Regions from separate parts of the Rattus norvegicus genome. Here region 1 is linked to region 2. The links are chromatin contacts, called in public Hi-C maps. All regions are on one chromosome and are shown on one strand. Each heading gives the region's core, a stretch centred on a gene start, on an enhancer-like site or on the middle of the called end of the contact. The rest is flanking DNA. Distances are from core to core; before and after follow the strand shown. Region 1 holds the start of Tp53inp1 (tumor protein p53 inducible nuclear protein 1). Region 2 holds the start of Plekhf2 (pleckstrin homology and FYVE domain containing 2).

Evidence for each region. A called contact is a pair of places that touch in the nucleus more often than the background predicts.
Region 1: a contact with region 2 is called in a Hi-C map of liver, with 2.0 times the contacts expected there. The contact joins the promoter of Tp53inp1 here to the promoter of Plekhf2 in region 2. A contact is called at or near these places in 3 of 12 Hi-C or Micro-C datasets (the A7r5 cell line, liver and psoas muscle).

The regions. Positions count from the first base shown.
Region 1 is chr5:29,049,967-29,056,651 of GRCr8, reverse strand. It overlaps Tp53inp1 (tumor protein p53 inducible nuclear protein 1), which reads right to left and starts at 5,385. Exons shown (of 4, transcript NM_181084.4): 1 at 5,266-5,385.
Region 2 is chr5:28,900,802-28,908,217 of GRCr8, reverse strand. It overlaps Plekhf2 (pleckstrin homology and FYVE domain containing 2), which reads left to right and starts at 4,495. Exons shown (of 2, transcript NM_001108655.1): 1 at 4,495-4,726. It overlaps LOC108350932 (a long non-coding RNA gene), which reads right to left and starts at 2,730. Exons shown (of 5, transcript XR_010066493.1): 1 at 2,313-2,730.

The DNA.
Region 1 (6,685 bases), core at 4,136-6,635, 150 kb before region 2:
GCCTGATTATTAAGGCTATATGCTCTAATTTACTAGAGCTCCTGTGGAATGGAGAAAACCTCACAGGAGAATTCTTCAGTGATCCTGACTGAGAGCCTTGGGACAAGCTGGCACTTGGACTCAGGCACAATCGTGACTACAAGCCACAAAATATGGTTAGATCAAGGATACTGGGGCAACTGCAAACTACCCCCCCTTTAGCTACAGCCAAATCCAGGGCTATGCTTGTAATATCTGGACTCCACAGACATGCTGCTCCTAACAATAGCTGTGAGATACAGCACAAGTCATACTCTTGATTTCTTAAAGTTGGGAGGCCATTTCCAGATGTCACATTTCTCTGCAAGAATTGAGCATGGGGAAGGAAAGAATTCATCTTCAGCTCATAGAGTGACTGCTGGTATTTCCATGACACATCTGGGAGCCTTGAGAAGTGCTCAGAATGGAATCCTGAAAGAGATGAGTGCTAGCCTAGAAACCAGCAGGGCAACTCTGGCACTATCATAGGTAGCTGGAGTTATGTGAATTAATCCTTGTGAGCCTTAGGCTCACTGTAAAAAAAAAACAAAAACAAATAAAAAAACAGGAGAAATGGGCAGAATTGCTTCAACAAGGGCCCACAATATCCAATCCTGATATGAGGATAGCCTAATTATATGAAGTTCTCTGGCACTACCTTCTGTAGGTGTTGCCAGGGACAACCAGGTGCTACAGAGTCACATCCAATAGCAAGGCTGCCACCAGATGCATCAGATAAAACCATCTTGTGTATTTTAGTACTGTGACATGACCAAGACACTGAATTTTCTTTGTGGAGGGGGAAGGGGAAGGATTGTAGTTTGAGACAGGGTTTCTCTGTATAACAGCTGTCCTGGAACTCACTTTGTAGACCAGGCTGGCCTTAAACTCACTGAGATCCATCTGTTTCTGCCTCCTGAGTGTCAAGATTAAAGGCATACACTACCATGCCCTGCTGGAATCTTAACTTTTAAAATTGTTCTGTTGGTTTAAAAACTTAAATATTTTTTCTTTCAAGACAGGGTTTCTCTGTGTAACTCATTCTGTAGACCAGGCTTGTTTCAAACTCAAATCTTCCAGCCCCTACCTCCCAAATGCTGGGATTAAGGACATGCACCATCACTGCCTGGCTAAAAATTTGTATCTATTTGTGTATGTGTGTGTGTGTGTGTGTGTGCGTCTGTCTGTCTGTCTGCATTTGTGCGTGCACCTGTGCAAACTTAACTGTCTTGCCAGTCCCTCAATTTAGTTTTTTTTTTTTTTAATAAAAAGTAGATCTTCTTATGTGGCTACCCCAGAACTTTTGCTGTAGACCAGGCTGGCCTCAAACTCAGGAAAGCCACCTACCCCTTCCTCTCACTCCTGAGGTTAAAGGTGTAAACACAATACCCATCCCTTAATTTTCAATTCTAGCCACTCTAATAAACTGGCATTTGAGTCATACTTCAGAAAACTTTTAACTGCATCTGAACAGTTATCACATGTGAGCCTCCTTTGTCAGCTGTAACTTTATCAACCAAGTACAAAGCCAGGCAGGGAGTGTTTTACCTTTGCCCAGTCAATTGCTCCCTTGTATACTCATCAGCTATTCTTAAAGCAAAAACCTCACGGACCATGAAGAGGCAAGAGAAAAACTTACAGGAGGGAAAACCCTGAGATTCTTTTTTTTTCTTTCGGAGCTGGGGACCGAACTCAGGGCCTTGCGCTTGCTAGGCAAGCGCTCTACCACTGAGCTAAATCCCCAACCCCTGAGATTCTTTTTTTTAAATGTAAAGCATAAATAAAAAGCCACTGTGGACTGTGGGGGGGGGGGACCCTAAATATGCTTTAAGTATTTCCAGTGAGAACTTTGCATCTGATTATGCCACTCATATAAGGTATATACTGGAATGTATTGGAAAGTATTCGGTACTGAAAACATTAAATATCTCAATAATTTTACATCACTCATATATCAGTGTAATGATGTTTTTGACAGTTAACACAGGTACTAAAAATTTAAGGATCCACATAGAACATTGCTGTTGTGTTTTTAAAAAAAAATTCCTAGGAGCTGAAGAGATAGGTAAGCTGTTAAGAGTGTTTGCTTCCCTACAAAAGTTTTGCTGCCCATCACCCACAGGTGGCTCACAACTGCCTGTAACTCTAGCTCCAAAGGACACCACGCCCTCTTCTGGCCTCTGCAAGTACCGACCTGCGTGCTCCCTCATCTGTCTGGTCTTCCTGTACATGTGTGTGGGGGGTAACAATTAAATACCTTTAAAAACTCTTCCTAAACTTTTAACACCCTGTCCTTCCATATGAAAAGTCCCTTCATAACAGTTACTATTCCTTTTGACACCCACCTAGAGATGGTAGCTCCAAGAGGGGAGCAGGCTTGTATGGTCACTGACTGATACAACTCTAGGGCAGTAGGAAAACAGTGAAAGCTCAGAGAAAATATGAATCCCAAGAGGACAGACTGACAAAAATAGCTTTGGAATTTAGCAATGAGGCAAGAGGAGCAGGAGGAAGCAGCCTGTTGTTCTTAGGTCCTTGGAAGCCTCTAGGTAGGAAATAGAAACAAATTATCTGGGCCCAAGTATTGATCAAGTCAGATTACCCATTACTTCTTACTTGCTTTAAAATATCTCAATCCTCCATTACAAAAAATAAATGGTATCTTTTTTTTAATCTCTAAGATGAACAAAACCACAGCATAGAAGTTGAGAACATGAGGGTGGATTAATTCTCTTCCACCACTTTATTCAATCATTGTTAGCATCTGGCCTATTTTCCTTTGGTTTTTTTTTTTTTTTTTTTTTTTTTTTTTTTTTTTTTTCATGTACGTGGGTACATTGTCGCTGACTTCAGACACCAGAAGAGGGCAGCAGATCCCATTACAGATGGCTGTGAGCCACCATGTGGTTGCTGGGATTTGAACTCAGGACCTCTGGAAGAGCAGCCAGTGCTCTTAACCGCTGAGCCATCTCTCCAGCCCCCCCCCCTTTTTTGTTGTTGTGTGTGTGTGGTTTTTTTTTTTTTCCTTATAGGCATGGTTTTTAAAAAGTCATACTTAAAATTTAACATTTTATCTTGTTTATCACATGAATTAAAAAATGTTTTGTGGACAGAGAAAGTAGCTGAGTTTACTTATGGGTAAAGCATTCTCCTTTAGAATTTACAGTGGAGCAGGTAATTTGTAAGATCTTTTTGGTATGCCTTTCTCAGTTTTTTGTTTTGTTTTTGTTTTGAGACAGTTTCTCTGTGTAGCTCTAGCTGTCCTGGAACTTACTCTGAAGACCAGACTACCCACAAACTACTGAGAGATCTGCCTGCCTTTTTAGTGCTGGGATTAAAAGCATGGGCCACCACTAACCAGCCAGCACTTTTCTCAGTTTGAGATTCATACCCAGGGAAAGATGGTGTGGACTTAACTTGGAAATTTGGTCCTTCTACCACATGTGGGAGTTATATTTTTTTTCTTTAAAGGGCAGGTGTGTGTGTGTGTGTGTGTGTGTGTGTGTGTGTGTGTGTGTGAGAGAGAGAGAGAGAGAGAGAGAGAGAGAGAGAGAGAGAGAGAGAGAGAATGAATATGCTTATGGTTTGTGATAGCCAGTTGATATATTTACTTCTCTGTCCTGTGATGAAGAAACTGAGCCTCAGAATGAAATGAAAATAACTTGCCAAAAAGCAAAGAGAGCTGGTATCTTGGGGCAGCAGTAGGGCAGGAATCCTTCCAGTCTGGTGTCCTGCTTTTCCCTGCACATGACCTCAGGCTCCTTCCAGCCTGATTCTAAAAACTTCAGAGACTAGCACTTCTCAGTGGTTTTGGCTGCCAGCAGGAGGCTCCAAAAACATTTTTAAAATTAAAAACAACAACAAAAGCACCCACAACTTTGATGAATGCAGTTTTGAAATACTAGCTGGCTAAACATATCACTGAAAAGCAACCTTTAAACCATTACTTGTGGGCCAGAAAGAACTCATCATGTCACTGTGTCTGGTGGCAAGGCCGAGTGTGATCCCTGGAACCTACATAATGGAAGAAGAGAACCTACAGTTCAGAAAAACACAGTTGCTAATACAAAGGTTTGTTCTTTTAGTCAGAAACAAGGGCTGGCCTTGAACTCCTGAGTCTCCCACTGCCACCTTTCCAGTACTGCAATTACAGGCTTGAGCCACCAAGCCTTGGCTTTGATTCAAGTAATTTAAAAATCAATTTTCAACTACAAAAATACCAAGCCAAGAAAGTTATCGTTGCTCCTTACACCTCTGTCTATTAAGCTAATTTACAAGGAGATTATTCCCCTATGGACTTACCACATCCTGTTCTGAAGACAGTGAAGAGAGAGCAGTTATTTAGGTTGGTAATTCCCTGTTTTGTTAACCCTAACTTTTGAAAGCAGTCATTCCCAAGAAAAATACACCAGGGAGCAGAAAAGAATAAAAGACAAGATGAAAAAAAAAAAAAAAACACCACAATTAGAGAAACTGGTTACAAAAATTAGTAGGTCATAGTTTCCCAGCAAGGACTTTGAAAATTATAGTGGCTGAGGCTGAGCAAGCTGCCTGGTGTTTTCACACCTGCCAATGAAAAGTATTACAATCACCACCAAGCATGTGATTTCAAGATCTTGGGGCATTTGTTAGGATGTCTGTCCAAAGACCCAAGAGTCACTCCTCTCTCTCAAAACTACTCAGCATTCTGAAAGGGCTCTTTCAGCCAGGAACGCCTTAGTCTTTAGGAGTTACAGGTGGAAAGGGATTCCCCCTTAATCTACTCTGAACTTTTACACGGAGTAAACATACCGTGAAAGTAGAAGCAAAATGAAGGAATTGCACGTGAAATCCCGCTGCAGATAGTAAACACTGCTTCCTTTTAATTAGCTGCGTGGCCCTAAAATTAATTTCGTTGTGCCTCCAAGTTTCCTCTGCTTAAATAAGCAAAGTTGGGGCCTCACAGGGCGGTCGCGACGGTCTGAGATAAGTACTTAGAACCCACAGCAGTGTCTAGCACACCCTAAGTGCCAGCGATCAAACTGGTGAGGACGGAAGCCACGGGAAGTGCTCTTCCCACAGGTGCAGGTTCGGTGATGCGCGAGGTCAGGAGGGGTCGGGGCGGGTCTCGGGGTAACGGAGCAGGTTTCCCGTCACCCGCAGGTTCTAGGTGTCGCCGTGCACGTCACGGTAGGGAGAGGGCCGGGTAGGAAAGTCAGAGAGCAGGCAACGAACCGCCGCCCTCCCGCCCGTGTCGCCCGCACTTACGTGAGCCGAGCGGCGCGGCGGGCGCTGAGGTAGCTGCGGCGGGCCGGGCTCCTGCGCTGCGGTCGCTGCCCTGGCGGCCGCCGGCCCGTCCGGGTCCTTTTGTTGTTGTGCAGCTCTGGGAACAGCTGATCGGCTTCCCGGCTCCGCCCCGAGCCGCGCCAGTCCCAGGCCGACCAATCCGCTGTGCGGGGGCCCCCGGGGCCGCCCTGCGAGAGGTTGTCACTAACGCACGTGACCTGGCACTGGGCCGGCGGCGCGCCCGGGGCAGAAACAAGCCCGGGCAACAAAGCGTGAGCCGGAGAACACTCGGGGCGAGCGGGAGGAGGGGAGAGTACAGGAGCCCCGGACTGGCCGAGGTGGGAGCCCGCAGGACCAAGAGAAGAGCCCGACCCCGGGAACCGCTTCGGCTGAATGAGGAGCCCAGAGTGTGGGTACAAGGCACTCAACGCCCTGTTGCCAAGGCGGTGGTTAAGGATACCAGTTGCTCCTCTGGCCAGTAGTGTAGAGATAATAAGCCAATAGTCATGATGCTGGAGGCAACCCACTGCTGGACATTCCTTGAAAAGAAGTCTGGGCCCCAAATACATGGGATGCCTGTGTCCCACTCATTCCCCACCCCTTAGTAAGACAGTAAGCCAGGGCCTAATCTAGCTTTAGGAACTTAAACTGAAAGCTCACAGGTCTTGCCTCCAAGAGTCTGCCCTGTGAAAACAAAATTCAGGCAGAGGAGGCCACCACTCTAAGCTGAAAGGGCCTTAACTTATGGAAAGTGAAGAATTGGCTCTGTTTCTTCCCAGGGGAATCCGTCTAAGATGTTATAGGAGCCAAAGAGCTTATGATCTTTTTTAACAAAATGTAAACATTCTCATGAGACCTACCTACTCACCAGCTATTTATAGTGAGGAGAAAATGAGACACTGCACTTATAAAGGGTTTCTAAGCCAAAGCTCTACTGTAAATACATATGGGGATTAACTAGGAGTGACGAGTCATGTTAGTGCCTGGCAGTAATCTGGGTTCCCTGGGACTGAGATGTAATCTTCTGGCCTTGGTGAGATGTATAGCTCAAGTAGTCTCAAGACAGACTCCGAGGTCTTGGATAGACCATCAATTCTCAGCCTGTGTGTCACCTAAGACCATCAGAAAACACAGATATTTACAATTCACAGTAGCAAATTATAGTTATGAAGCAGTAAAAAAGACATTTTTTCATATTTGGGGGTCACCACAACGTGAAAAACTGTTATTAAAGGGTTACAGCATTAGGAAGGTTGAGAACAACTAGGCTACACAGATGGGGAGACAAAAAAACAGGTTATAGATTAGAAGGCAAATGTCTGGCTTCTTCCTCATCCTATTGACATGAGACAAAGACCTTGTGTGCTTTTTCTCCTGTCAGCAGGGCTTCCTTCCCTTCCTG
Region 2 (7,416 bases), core at 3,246-5,745:
TGGGATTAAAGGAATGCGCCACCGCTGCCTGACAGGAGCCAAGTTTTAAAAACTGTTCTTTGATTGATGTATACGTATTTTGAAGTAGTCACGAGAAGTAACGTTATTGACTAATTGCCTGCCACACATACTACTAATAACTGAAATTTTGTTTTTGTTTGTTTGTTTATCTGTTTTGAAGATAAGGTCTCACGGTGTAGCCATGGCTGACCGAAACTCACTATGTAGATCAGGTTGGCCTCAAACTCACAGAGATATTCTTGCCTCTCTCTCTCTCCAGGGCAGAGATCAAAGATGTGCATTACCATGCCCAACATAAAGGAAAATTAAAGAAGGTAGTGTGTATGGAGTGTAGGAATTTGCAACAGAAAAAGGAGACGTTATATTTTTTGTTTGTGTTGAGAGTATTTGAGTAAAATTTATGCCCCATTATAAAACTTGACCACAATTATTGTGCCTATGTATGTGTGAGGGAGTGTGTGAGTGTGTGTGTGTGTGTGTGTGTGTGTGTGTGTGTGTGTGTGTGTGCAGGCTTGAAATTGATGTTAGTTGTTTTCCTTAGGTGCTTTCTACGTTATTTTGTTTCCATCAAGGCCATCTTTAGTTACATGGTTAGTTAGTAACATCCTAGTTACATGAAACAAGACAGCTTGTTTCAAAAGGAAAAGAAAATGTAATTTAAAAATAGGAATAAGGATCTCTTCAAATTTAAACATGATTTAAAAGATTCTAAGGTGAGATTTTGACAGATGCTAAAAAGAGCAGTCGCCTAAGAGATACAGTTTACAGAAATTCTCCACAAGATGCACTCAAATGCCTGCCAAAAAGCATCTCAGATCATGTTTCAGCTTAAGGCCCATTTTCTCCAAGAGACACATTCAATATATATTGCTGTCTTCCTTTTTGAATAGATTTTACTTATTTATTCATTTTTAGGGCAGGTTTTGGTTCATAGCAACTATGAGGGAAATTTACACAGTTTCTATAAGCACCCTCCCCAGCTCCCCAACCATAACTGTCCTGAGAAACGGTTGTATGTCTGTTAGATTAACATGTACTGCCTGGAGGATCTAGCCCAGGACCTCGTGCATGCTGGCAAATACTCTAATGGCCCCAGAAGGTTCACTTTTGATATTCAGCATTCTGGGGGATATAAAGAACATGTATCCATTGTTACAGTACTGTCAAACACCCAGCAATCCTCCAGGGTCCACCTTTTCACTCGTCTCTCCCTCCCCACTAATATCTGACAGTCACCAATGTTTTTTTTTTTTTGTTTTTTGTTTTTTGTTTTTTGTTTTTTTCTTTTTTTCGGAGCTGGGGACCGAACCCAGGGCCTTGCGCTTGCTAGGCAAGTGCTCTACCGCTGAGCTAAATCCCCAACCCCGCCACCAATGTTTTTAATTGTCTTGTGGCATTATTATTTGAGACAGACTCTCATGTACTTCAGACTGGTTTCAAATGTTCTATGTAGCTTCGCGTAGATGACCTTGGACCTCTGACCCTCTTGCCTCTATTCTCCAGTGCTGGGATTACAGGTATGTACCGGCTCACCCAGTTTTATGCAGTGCTGGGACACAGAGGCCAATCTCAGAGATCCTTTCTCAGGGACCACCCAACATAGTGTCTGTCATTTGGCCCCAGAGGTAGCAGAGGTTGGCTGGCCAGTGAGCCCCAGGGATCCTTTTGTCTCTACCTTCCCAACAGTGGGATCACAGGTGTGTGCCTCCATACCCAACTTTTTATGTGGGTGCTTGGGTTTGAACTCAAGTCTTCATGCTTGTCAAGCAAGCTCTTTACTGACTAAGCCATTTCCACAGCCCTTATTGCTGCTGTTTTCTGAGTTAGGGTCTCATGTATCCCAAACTGACATCCAACTCCATGTGTCCTGCTGAAGATGACCTTGAGCTATCAATTCTCCTCTTTCCCAGGTGCTTTATGAGCAAACACCACCACACAGTGAAAGAGGAAGTTTTTTGAACACAGATCTTTCTATGTTTTGGAAATGGAGTTTGGATTTCAGGGGATGAAAAAAGGGTAATGACTTATCAAGTTTGTGGATGTGGCAGTGCCATTTCACTGTGATGGTCAAGACTAGGGGAGAGGGAAAAAAGGCTGTGGGCAAAGGAATAAAAAACAAACAAACAAAACAAAACAACCAAGGAGTCATAAAAGTTTAGCAATTTGTGATCTCCCTTTGAAGGCTGTTTTCAGTTAACCGAACTGTCTTAGATAGGGTTTCATTGCTGGGAAGAGACACCATGACCAGGGCAACTCTTATACAGAACAACATTTAATTGGGGCTGGCTTACAGGTTCAGAGGCTCAGTCCATTATCATCACGGCAGCATCCATGACAAGGGGCTGGAGGAGGAGCTGAAAGCTTTAGATCGTGATACAACGGCAGACAAAAGACTGGCTTCTGAGTGGCTAGGAGATGGGTCTCAAAGCCCACCCCCACAGTGACGCACTTCCTCCAACAAGGCCACACCTCCTAGTAGTGCCACTCCCTGGGCCAAGCACATTCAAACCACCACACAAGCTCTTCTCACCCCCAAAGCAGACACCCTAGAAAACCCTTTTGATTGAAGGACAATTAACAAGTCAACTTGGTCTTACAGGCTTATAGAATTCAGTTGATTAAGACTCAAAATTCACTGCTATTTTTAAAGCTTCTCTATGTGTTAGACCTTTGCCAAACTCCATACACTATTATTTCCTCCACCCATCCGTCTCTTTAATCTTCTTTAATCTTCATGTTACAGCTGTGATATGAGGGTGAGGGGCGGATCCTACCGTCTGAACAGCTGCCGGAGTGACAGGCCGCACCAGGACGGCCACTGTCTTTAGGTGACTTTGGCTTGCTGTGTTACAGAACGTTCCAAGATGGTGGGAGTGCTTTATAGCTCTAGTGTCTCGTGGTCACGTGATCAGCGTCAGGCAGGAACCAGATCTTAAATTTAAATTTTAATCAATACACCTGCGTAGCGGCTTTTGCCAGTATGAGTCTAAATAAATGGCTTCCAAACTGGGGCGCACACACCCCAGGAAGAGACAGGAATGCACAGACTGCAGGAAGAAAATGTAATACTCCATATATTTACATCATTATTTGGTATGTCTTATTTAATATTTAATAACGAGGTAAAGTGTAGTAGACATATAGGTGTACACATAGAATATGCATGTTTCAATACTTTCCATCATTCTTACATAGCACTTAGCTTGTGCTTGGCATGTTACAAATATTGATTATCTAATGACTCCTTGAGGCACTCTTATTATCCCAGTTTTACACACGAAAGAACTAAGGGTAACTACCCCAAGGAAACGGGTATCGTAGTTGGTGGCAAAGCCGAGACTTTGAGTTGTAGGCGGTCTGGTTGCATCTTTGTACTTAAAGCTAAATAAGTGTCTTGGTAGGGAGGGCAATGTTTGTTACACAGACACCGAAATAGGGAAGGATGGGAAGAACTTAAAGAATTCCAGGCACAAGAGCAAGAGGAAAACCAACAGGATCACCTCCCCCCTTCATTTGTGGATAGAATAGGTCGGTGGACCCACTAATTCAACAACTGGCTCTCAACCTTAATGCTTTAATACAGCTCTTCGTATTGTGGTGATCCCCACCATAAAATTATTTGTGTTACTACTTCATAACTATAATTTTGCTGTTATGAATCACAATGTAAATATCTGTTCTCCGACGGCCTTAGGCGAACCCCTGTGATCCACAGGTTTAGAACTGCTCAACAAGAGGTTAAAAAAAAAATCCCTGAAATAATAAAGTTTACTCTAACTCAATTTCTACCCCTCCCCTGTTTAAATGGTGTGCTTTGGCCACCCCACTCGCCTAGATACCTGTGCTAGCTCTCCGCAGCGCCTAGTAAACGCTCATCTAACCCAGCGGTTATCTTAGCACGGAGTCCTAGGTACGCGAAGCAGTTGGCCGAGGCCCAGGCGCCAGGGAAGTTTTGAGAAGAGCAGAGCTCTTAGGCATGAGGTTATAGAGAAGCCTGCGGGACAAGAGTGCGGTGGGCGCAGACCCCTGGCTCGGGAGAAGCGACAGCAGGTGCTCCGCGCAAGGCCGAGCCGGGCGGGGCTGGCAGACGCGTTTGGGTGGCGAGATGCAAAGCCTTTCCTGTTCCTTAGGGAGGCGTGGAGGCAGCTTCCGCCCATTCTTCCAGAGAACTTCGCGGACTGCTTAAGAGCCCTTTCCGAAGGCTAGCCCGAGTCAGGAAAGTCAGGTCTGGCGACCCAGGATTGCCTCAGCCGGTTTCTGTGCGCGTCACCTCTGTGCAGAAGAGCGCGTTCCCCAACCCGGCCCCGGGGAGGCCCCCCAGTGGGTGTGGCCTCCGCTGAAGACCCCGCCCCTCGTGCGGTCGCGTGGGGATGGAGGGGCAGGGCAAGGCGATGGGCGGGGCGAGGGAACCGGGAAGAAAGGGCAGGGCCGGTGTGCTCGTGCCCGTGTTTGGCGCTTGGGCGGGGGCGCGCCAGTGCGCGCGCAGGAGGGAAGCCAGCCCGGACGGCCGTTGTCGGGTTCGACTGGAGGGGCGGTGAAGTCACCTGCGAGCGGTGCACCCGCCGCGTCCGAATCGCGCCGGCCTCGCGGGGCCCCACGCACCCTGCGAGGCTGGGGCCGAGGAGCAGGCAGAGTCCGCGCCCCGAGTCGGCGACGAGGAGGAGGAGGAGTCGCACCCTTGGCGCCGCCGCCCGCACCCGGGCGGGTAGGTACCATGGAGGTCGGGACGCACCGGGCGGCGGCGGGCTGGGGAGGGAGAAGCGAAACTTTGCGGGCGCCTGTCCCCGCGGGCCCGGGCCAGCCGTGGCGCGGGGAGGTGTTGGCCCGGGCGGCGGCGGCCGACGCCATGTTGGGGTCTGTGGGAAACGGGGCGCTCGGGCGGCTCCCCTCCGGGCAGGCGCTCGGGCTGGAACCGCCTCCGTCCCGCCGCGGCGGTCCGCGGGACGCCGCCCCGAGGGCCGGGACCGGGAACGGCGACTGGGGACTTGGACCTCGCGTCGTCCCTCGAAGTTGTGGGGCGCCAGGACTCAGGTCCCCAGATCGTGCGGTCTGAAAACTTGGCAGGGTCTGGGCGTCAGGGGCACGCTGTGTCCCAGCGGTGTTTTTTATACGACTTTATACGAAAATGGCACCACACAAGTTGGCTCTGATAGGGAGCAGTGGCTTACACGCTATTTGGAGTTTTTTTTTTTTAAGTTTTATGATCTTTTGACGAGTTTTTTTTTTTTTTTTAATGTTATTAAAGGCCGAGAGCTGGTTCCCTAAGTACTGGAGTAGCCTTGTATACTCCTAGAGTATTAAAGCAGCACGTTGTGTGAGTGTGCAGTGGAAATGAATAGAATTCAGGTTACATACACCTAAGCCGTAATTCAGACTCCCAAGTGCATTAAATTGGTAAATGCCTTCTTTGTTATGCTTTAGTACGTTGCCTAAGAGACTCGTTAAAGAAACATTAGAGTTGAAGGTTCAGTTGAAACGTTAAGGCACGTGTTGTCTTAAGACTAAAGTGAAATAGCCTAGTGTTGGCTCGTGCCCATATTGCGGAAACATCGCTGCGAGTTCTAGACCAGCCTTGGCTACTGCGTGAGCCTGATAGAAACAAGCCCTCCAAACCAGCCAACCACAACAAACAGAATAGGGTGCAGTGATCGATCTTGACATTTCAATTTTTTTCTTCTTTTTCCTTTTGGTTCCTTAAAAGTGCATGAGTTTTGAGCCCTTATCTGTTTACCCTGGTAGCTTAAGGGACGGGAGGGCTCAGGTTAATTTAGAATTAACAAAGGCTATTTTTAATCACCGTGGGTCGTGATAGCATTGGGAGGTGAATGGTATTAAGATGCTTATTTGGAAAGCTCCTTATAATCACGTCCCTCCGCCCCCCAAACGAAACTGGTGTACAGCATGAAGTAGCCTAGTAAATAAATACCCTTAAAAAAATAAAGACGGCTTTAAAATTTTGTTAAATGGGCGGAAAAGGCTCTTAACAATGCAAAAGCAGTAAACAGGCCATAGAGGCTTCCCTTATTTTACGCTTTAATTTTTTAAAATCACTCATCTGCATGGAGAAAGGGGAGGCGCTCGGCCCCAGACCTCACATGGAGAGGTCAGAAGACAAATTCCCTGAGTTTCTTCTCTCCACCATGTGAGTGTGGGGATGGTTGTCAGACCTGGGGGCCAGCTGCTATCATTATTTTCTGAGCCGCCTTTCTGACCCCTCTACTTTTAATTATATCTCTTTATTGTGTGTGTGCAAACGTGGACATTTGTGTGGTCACATGGTTCAACTGCGGAGGTCAAAGAGCTAAGGTGGGAGTTGCTTCTCTCTTTCCACCTTCTGCCCCTGAGGATAGAACTGAGGCTGTCAGGCCTGGCCTCGCCTCAGTGCCGTAACCCTCGGAGCCGTCTCCCTGCCCCTCTTCTTAGTCTTTAGTAGGTAAAAGTGCTTTCGTAGGTGTGTTGGTCAGCTTTCTTAGGCTTTTCTTTTCTTTTCTTTTCTTTTCTTCTCTTTTCTTTTCTTTTTTTCAGAGCTGGGGACCGAACCCAGGGTCTTGTGCTTGTTAGGCAAGCACTCTACCACTGAGCTAAATCCCCAACCCCAGCTTTCTTAGTTTTTTAAAAAAATTTTTTTCCTTTGAATTTTGCTCCCTATCAGGTCAGTTCCATTTCCTATATATTTATTTTTTGGACCAAAAAATTATTTATCAGAAAGAAGTTACTTGCCTGATACTGCAGATCTTAGCAGTCAAGCTGATGACTCTGTAGGCCTCTGTCTCTAGAGCAGAACATAGCACATCCCTATGTGGGCATTCTCTGCCTACCTTGTTCCTTCTTTTTTTTTTTTTTTTCGGAGCTGGGGACCGAACCCAGGGCCTTGTGCTTGCTAGGCAAGCGCTCTACCACTGAGCTAAATCCCCAACCCTTGTTCCTTCTTTTTATCACTTATCCTTCTCATTCAGGTTTCACTGTAACCTGCTGCTAACAGGCCCTAGTGCAAGGGTACGATGCTGAATTTCTTCTTCTTCAACCCTTTCGGAGGAACGCGGGGGTGTGAGTGGAGCGTGCCTGTCAGCACACTGAGGCCGAATTGCTGAGAGTGTGATTGAGATTCATAGTGAGACCATGTCTCAAAACCAACCAAAACCAGAGCAACCCTTAGACCTGTCTTCTTTGAAGCTTTCCGCCCACTGTGCAGTCATGCTTCCTCTTTCTCAGCAGGAATCTGTTCTCTTCCCCCTCGGTGTCCTAGAAGCACTGTATAGGTCTATAATGGCCTGCCCTAGACAGCAGGCATCGGGTGGGGTCCCGTTTGCTTGTTCTTCAGCAAGCTGGGGCGGAGCAGATGCTCAGGTGAGGTCTGAATGTTTTCACTGGAAATAGTCTTCATGAGCTCTGGAT